2 separate regions of the Danio rerio genome follow, and region 1 is linked to region 2. The links are chromatin contacts, called in public Hi-C maps. All regions are on one chromosome and are shown on one strand. Each heading gives the region's core, a stretch centred on a gene start, on an enhancer-like site or on the middle of the called end of the contact. The rest is flanking DNA. Distances are from core to core; before and after follow the strand shown.

What was found. A called contact is a pair of places that touch in the nucleus more often than the background predicts.
Region 1: a Hi-C map of an unstated tissue shows a contact between it and region 2, with 1.9 times the contacts expected there. The contact joins the promoter of larp4ab here to the enhancer-like site in region 2. A contact is called at or near these places in 3 of 18 Hi-C or Micro-C datasets (caudal fin, hematopoietic stem cells and an unstated tissue).

Annotation. Positions count from the first base shown.
Region 1 is chr6:42,208,207-42,212,414 of GRCz12tu, reverse strand. It overlaps larp4ab (La ribonucleoprotein 4Ab), which reads left to right and starts at 1,953. Exons shown (of 16, transcript XM_073954384.1): 1 at 1,953-2,357. The coding sequence starts at 2,253.
Region 2 is chr6:42,167,628-42,171,449 of GRCz12tu, reverse strand. It overlaps atf7b (activating transcription factor 7b), which reads left to right. Exons shown (of 10, transcript NM_001025549.1): 7 at 1,714-1,833; 8 at 2,261-2,449. Among named protein-coding and RNA genes, the nearest start is that of atf7b, 12 kb to the left of the region's middle. Within about 2 kb of position 1,814, at least 5 of the 62 cell types and tissues checked have an H3K27ac peak or open chromatin away from gene starts, as enhancers often do.

The DNA of each region.
Region 1 (4,208 bases), core at 704-3,203, 41 kb before region 2:
ATTATCGTCTGTAGATGATCCCCTCGTCAGGATCGTCTGTAGATGATCTTCTCATCAGGATCGTCTGCAGATAATTTTCTGTGTCATGATCGTCTGTAGATGATCCCCTCATCAGGATTGTCTGTGGATAATTCTCTGTGTCATGATCGTCTGTAGGTGATACCCTCGTCATGACCGTCTGGATGATTCTGTGTCATGATTGTCTGTGGATGATTCTGTGTCATGATTGTCTGTGGATGATTCTGTGTCATTAGCCGGCAGCTAGCTTTCTGCAACTCTCACATGGTCGCCCACTGAAGCTAAGGGCTGCGCCAGGTCAGTACTTGGATGGGAGACCACATGGCAAAGCTAGGTTGATGCCGGAAGTAGTGTTAGTGAGGCCAGCAGGGAGTGCCCAACCTGCATCCTGTGTGGATCCTAATGCCCCAGTATAGTGACGGGGACTCGATACTGTTCAGTTAGCGCCATCTTTTGGATGAGATGTTTAACCAAGGTCCTGAATCTCTGTGGTCATTAAAAATCCCAGGATGTCTTTCGATGGTTTGTGAATGATTCGCTGTGTCATAATTTTTTGATGATTCTCTGTGTCATGATAATCAGTGGATGATTCGCTGTGTCATGATCGTCTATTGATAATTCTCTGTCATGATAGGCTATAAATAATCTGTGTCAATCATTTGCTGTGTTATAATGGTCTGTGGATAATTCTCTGTGTCATGATCGTCTATGAATGGTCTGTGTGTGTCGAAGATTGGCTGTGTTATGATGGTCTGTATGATTCTTTGTGACGTGATTATATAGTATGTTATGTATTATATTGGTTGGTCTGTAGATGATTCTGTGTCATGGCTCATGGTTGTCTGTGGGTCTGTGAAGATAATTTGCTGTGTTTTGATGGTCTCTGTGGATGTTTATGGATGATTCGCTGTCACAATAAATTTTGGATGATTTCCTGTGTCATGATGGTCTGTGAATGATTTGATGTGTCATCATCATCTGTGGGTGGTCTGTGGGTGTTTCTCTGTTCCATTATCATCTATGAATGGTCTTGTAGGGATGGTTTACAGTTTGACCTAATGAATGACCAGTCTGGTAGATGAAGAAGAGCGGGACTCAGAGATTTAAATAAATAAATCTAGTTGAAGCTGGCTTCTGCTGATGAAACTGCAAACTATCTTAAAGATACTTGATTTATTCAAATCTCTGACTCCGGCTCTTCTTCATCTATCAGACTGATCATTCATTAGGTCAAACTGCAAACCATCCCTACATTTTGTGTCGATGATTTACTGTGTTATGATGGTCTGTATCATTTGCTGTGTCGTGATCATACAGTATGTTTATGGATGGTCGGTAGATGATCCTGTGACATGGTCTTCTGTGGTTGGTCTGTGAAGATGATTTGCTGTGTTATGATGGTCTCTGTGGATGTTTATGGGTGATTCGCTGTCTCATAATAATTTTTGGATGATTTCATGTTTCATGATGGTCTGTGGATGATTTGATTTGTCATGACGGTCTGTGGATGGTCTGTGTCGATGATTTGCTGTGTCATGATGATCTGTGGATGATTTGCTGTGTCATCATCATCTGTGGTCTGTTGATGTTGCTCTGCCATTGTCGTCTATGAATGGTCTGTGGATGTCGATGATTTGTGTCATGATCGTCTGTGGATGATTCTGTGTTATTATCGTCTGTGGATGATTCTGTGTCATGGTCGTCTGTTGTTGTTCTGTGTGAATTATTTGCTGTTTCATCATGATCTGTGGACGGCGATGATGATCTGTGTTTGGCCCGCGGATGATTCGCTGTGTCATGTTCGCTGTTGCCCGGCTGCAGATTCTCGGAGCGTCTGTCGCTATGCGGCGAGGGCGCCTGCTGGTTGCTATGCGGGCGCGACGCGTGTTGAGCGCTGTTGCCAGGGAAGAGCGAGCGCCATGGAGGGGGTGGTCGCATTGTCTGTCGGGACGGTGGCGGTGTGTGAATTTCTGCCTTCTGTCAGAAACGTTCGCTGATCTCCTTTAAGGCTAATTAGGGAATGAAGCAGACCCCTTCTGGAGATACATTCGCGGACGTTCGTGTTATTAGCGCGGCCCCGTTTTCTTTTTCATTTACTTTCTGAAACGGTAAGAGCAACCTGTCCTAACTAGCTAGAGCAAGTGCTTGTTGCGTTCAACCGGCGAGAGGAGCGGGCGAGGAGATCGCGGAGAGAGAGGGAGAGTGACCGGCCGGTGCAGAGCTAGAGGCGGCCGATGACTTCGGAGAGCAGCGGCCAAGCGCAACAGAAGGCGGAGGTCGAGCCGGGATCAGTCGTCCGAGATCAAGAGGAGAAAACCGGCGAGAAGCACGGCGGCATGGTGAGCTCAGGCCTGTGGTGCTGAATCGGCACAACCCCCTTGAACCCTCCCCCTAAACATAACGTTAACTTTTCCCGTAGAACTGAACACTCATAATTATGACAAACGAGTTTTAACTACCCAGACTGTCTTTTATCGAACCGTTCGGCACCTCTGTTTACTTGTATTATGTTGAAAAGCTAACGTTAACATTATGTGTCCTCGCTCGGTGCCCTGTAGATTAGTTCCTAAGCAAAGGTATCGATTTATCGAAGTCGTTCAGCTTAATAACCGCTTAGTTGAGTATTAGCCACGTCTGGCTAGCCGGCTTTAGGTCAGAGACCGTTAAGTCGACATTACTAGGCAACATACTTTAAATCTGTTGGCTTCGTGTGCGCATAAATTACAAAGCACGTGCTCATATTCTAGCCAGCGGAGCTCGATACTGTAATGTTTTCATAACTCTGACGCGCGTGACACATGTTTGGTTGACAAATGTTTTATTGCAAGTAGGTTAACGTAGTTTGGATGTTAATTCAAATATGTCGAGATCACCTGACAGCCTGCTTTGGGCCACATCTAACTTTACTTATTAAAAATTAACTGCTTCTTGCTGTAGTTTGGCAATCATTCACTGGAGCAATAAGACTAAAGCAATAAGACATTTAAAGAGTATAATAAGTATTATTATATCCCAGCGGTTACAATTACATTTATTGGATTGTTCTCACACAAGTAAATGTAGTTTAACAGCCAGTCGAGTTTTGTGGGTGTTTTTCTTTTTTAGTTAACAGATCAAACAAATGATAACTCTCTTGTACTTTGAACATGTCTGGTTCATCAGGAACGTTGTGCTGTTATAGATTTACCCGGATTCTATGTGCCTCTATAAAGGATGCTAGGGGTCGTTTGTTGTTGTACTAAATGATTAGGTTGTCTTAACTTTGTACTGTTATATTATTAGGTCAAACCTTGGTCATTTAAATTGATGTTTATTTAAGAATTTTCCTTAAGAATTTTCCTTATGAAGATCACATACAGTATATTGGATTATCATATTCATGCGACCATGGTGTTCAAATTGTACCTCTGTGCCATTGTGCTACATTGGTGGTTGGTGTCAGATCTGGACTCGCACCAAAATGAAACTTGCATATTCAGGTTTGATTCCAGTTTCTGTGCCAAGCTTCTTCTGCAGGGTGCTCTCTCTCTTTATTTTAGCATTATGCCAACATCTTTCTAATACAGTATGTACAATTCTGTATCCTTACAGTAGTGGGATACAATTTGATAGATTTATTGCTTATAACATTCACTGCTTGTGATTTACAATATAAAGTTTTTTTTTTAAACTGTATTGAACTCAGAATTTGTACACCATATAAATAATTGTAAAAAAAGAACATTTATATATTCAGAATGAAAATGACCCTCCAGTTTTATATTTTTTATTAGTTTATTTCAGGACTAAATTAATTTTTATGTGTATATGGCCACTTTATTATGTACACCTTACTAGTACTGAGCAGAACTTTCTTAATTCTTCATGGTATAGATTCAACTAGCCAAGGTACTGGAAATATTGCTCAGTTTTGGTCCATTTTGACATGGTAGCATTACACAGTTGCTGTAGATTTGTCGGCTGCACACTCATGATGCAAATCTCCCATTCCACCACATCCCAAAGGTGCTCTATTGGATTGAGCTTTGGTGACTGTGGAGGCCACTTTAAGCACAGTGAACTCATTATCATGTTCAAGAAAGCAGTCTGAGATGATTCGTCCGTTATGACATAGTGCGTTATCCTGCTGGCAGTAGCCATCAGAAGATGGGTACACTGTAGTCAAAACGGGATAGACATGGTCAGCAACA
Region 2 (3,822 bases), core at 565-3,064:
TCGCTAAACATCCAAAGTAAAAGCAGAATTTTCTGCGGTTGAAGCTGCGTAAATATTTTTTCTTTTAATAAATTAGTTGCGTCTCTGATAACAATGCTGACATGTAATGATTGGGTGGTGTCGTTTGAAGGCATTAGATGTGGAGCACGATGCTCTTGACCAGGGGTCTTAAACTCAAATTGGCGGGACCATGTCAGTGACTGAGAATTCATAGGAGGGCAGTTTGAACATCCTTATTGGGAAAATCTATTAATCAGACCATTTGAACCAAAAATTAGCAAAATTATAATATTTACACCACCAGCATAATGTGTGAGTCATGAAGAGGTGTTTTTACAACAAGATACAAGTGGTATAAAACTGATTATAATTAAATGACCCTTGAATATTTAAAATAATAGAGCTTTAGTAAAAAAGAGCACTTACGCACATGTATTTTTACGCTTAAATCAGCCCCAGAAATAATCTGCATGTGCGTTACACTCGACCGCATACTGAGAAAAAACGAAAGTAACCCAAATATATAGTACAGTACCTTAAAAGTCAACAACAATATTAGTGATTCAAAAAACAGTTTTGTCTGTCCGAATCTTGTTATATTTTTGACGTCAGTTGGGGGCTGGAGGGAGGAGGAGGGGTGTCAGTTTGAGACCTCTGCTCTTAATAATTCTGAAAGTAATTAATGATATAAAAACGCTAATACTGAAGTGGTTTAGGCATTTTAGTATGACCAATACAACATTTCAGATGTTTTACAATGTGTTCAGCCTGCTGGTTTGTCCATTCACACGCCATACATTTTTAATATCACATGATCTCTTATAACAAAATCACATGACTTCTTTAATGCACATACTGGAATTTGTTTGGTAAAAGTGTTTCCATCGTAGATTGTGCGCATCTTTTCTTATCGAATAAATAGTTTATCCTACTCCGTTATGCACATACGTCTTTTATGCACATTTTTCAAAATGTATGCGCATCTTGGCATTTCCATCAACCATTTTTATGCATATATTCAAAATGCCCATAAAAATAGGTGGATGGAAACATGGCCATTGAATAGTTTATTGACAAGATTTTTTAAAAATGCTGCTTCATCCATTAGTTAAACAAGTTAGTGTGCTTTACTACTAGCTATGCATTTTATTTGACCATCTCCTGCCTTCAGTAAATTTCCTGAATTGAGTTTTGAGTGAAATATGTAAAGTATACAAACACTGTATAATAAGTGTAGTTTAATCATTTTCAGTAAAAGGCCATAGCTGTTTAGCTTACCCACTTGTGGAATATCTGTTATGTGTGCTTTTGCCTTCTTTTTTTTTTTTTTTGCTTTTGTTTAACCTTTTTACACCATCAGCATGTCAAGTTAAAAATAGTCCAGCATTTATGAAGTCTGTTGCACTCTGTCCAGCTGTTTTGAAATCCAAGAATACATCTAATGTGAACAATCCTAGCGACTCAATCATTTAAAATATGCAATGTTGTTTACCCCCTCTCTCTCTAGTTATATCTGAAAATATGCCCTACATCCCTACTTGTGAAAACCTCCCACAGACATGCTTTGTTCTTAAAATAATGGCATTTACTATCTTCCTGTATCTGTGAAAACATTTTCAGCAGCACGACCCTCAAAACAACAACACATCTGTTTTGTATTTGTGTCTATAGTACATTAAACTCGTGTTGCTATGTGTGTGTGTATATATATAGCTTGCCAGATCATCAAACACAGTGCCCAATATCCCAGGGATTCCAGGCCCTCCTATTGGCGGAAGCAGCAGCGGCTCCTCCTCTCCGTCTGGATACAGTACACACTCTGATGCCAAGACGGTGAGAATGAGCACACATACACCCACACTAGCACATGCACTGTTTATTCAGGTATAAATGCTGAAAACGGGCTTATTATGTAACTTTTAAGTAACTACACTAATGTAACACACGGGGCTTTTTTAGCATTAATTTACACGCTGTGGTGTTTGCTTGTGTTTGTGTATGGGATCTGTCTCCATCTAGAGGCTAAAAGCAGCACTATCTCAGCCGAGTCCTAGTGGACCAGCACCAATTCAAAAAACTGATCACACTGAGACACCATCACCTGCTCAACCACAGGTGCTCACAGACACCTCATACCTGTGTTACATATAATCCTTACATTTAATGGGCTTAAATGGGATACGTGCAATGCTTCAGCTGAGCTTATTTTCTGTTTAACCCACATTCAGTGGATCTGACAGGCCATGGTTTTGTCCTGCAGGTATCTCCCGCTCCTCCAAAAGGTGGACGCAGACGCCGCGGGGCTGATATTGAGCCGGATGAACGCCGGCGTCGCTTTCTTGAACGAAACAGAGCTGCTGCTTCTCGTTGCCGGCAGAAGCGGAAAGTGTGGGTCAGTGCTCTGGAGAAGCGTGCGGAGGAGCTGGCTAATGCTAACGTCTCACTTACTGTGAGTGATGAGATAATTTTTTCTGATTTTGTTCTTTTTAATGCTGATGTTTTTCATTAGTTTGGGGTCAGTATTATTTCTCTTTTATTTCATACTTACTTTCAGCATTGAATTCAGATTCTTTTAACATTAATATTTAGAATATATGCATTAAATTAATCCGAAAGAATACATACACACCTACACACATATTTTTTATACATTTAAATACAAAAATGTAATTTACAGTTTATTTTTTGCATAAAATGGCAATAGGTCAAAGTAATAAAAAGCATAGCATGTTTTAGCATGTGCCCAAATATTTTATAAAAGCCAAAAACCAAACTTGATTGAGGGCTGTGGGCCGAAGTTGAATATAACAAACAGTATTATCATAAATTTGCCATGTGTAATTTCCTAATTTGTTGCTAATATTTAAAAATAACTAGAAAATGTTGCTTTAAAACATTATAATGATGCAATCACTTTTAATGTTTTATAATTAATTACAGTAAAAACGTAAACGATACTATTTATAACACAATGCTGATCAATGCTGAATACACTAGTTGAGCTGCTCCTGCCTTTGCCTTGATTTGCTTACTGATGTGCATTGTGCATTGTCCTCTATCTGTAAAGTGGCAGTATTTACATTTTAAAAGACTGATTGTATTTAGAGTATATCATTTTAGTTGCCTTTTTGTAGTTCCTCAATTAAACAACGTTACCTTTTGTTTCTTTAAATTTGAAATGACTATCTCTGTCAAAGGCATTCGCCCCAACCAACTCCCCAGCATTCTCCCTCAGTTCTCAGATAAGATGGCGGACCAAACAATGGGTTACCATGGGCCAACTTTGGGCACCTCTGATTTAATGGTTTATTAAACTGTTTAACTAATATTTTAACCAGAGTAGTTTTAATAAAATCAATTTTTCAGGTGAGAAATTTTAAGCCCTGCTCGCACTGTGAGATTTCAGCAACGGTTTTGTCATCTGAGTGAAATTTGGGAAATCCTAAAAAATTAACTTCCAGGCTAAAATCTGTGATCTTTAATCGTTTGTTTGACATGTTCACCAACAGCCGCTTAATGCCTGTTGCGATCAAATTTTCTCTCTGATGAAGTTCTGGTAGTTTTAGAAGATTTCAGACACTTTCCTGCAGTTAGACAACAGCTGCAATGAGCATCAACCCAAGAACCAATAGGAGCACCGAATCTGATCATGCAATCCATGTGACAATTTAAATTTGTTCCTGGTTTTATTGAGGCACGCTGTGTGCAAACTTGCCACTACAGATTGTTTATGTTTGCTGTGAGGAATCATTTCAGAACGCGTGATAGTGAAAGTGTCATGGGTAGATGATGTCAAAATTCCTCTTTTCCTCCGTTTTGTTC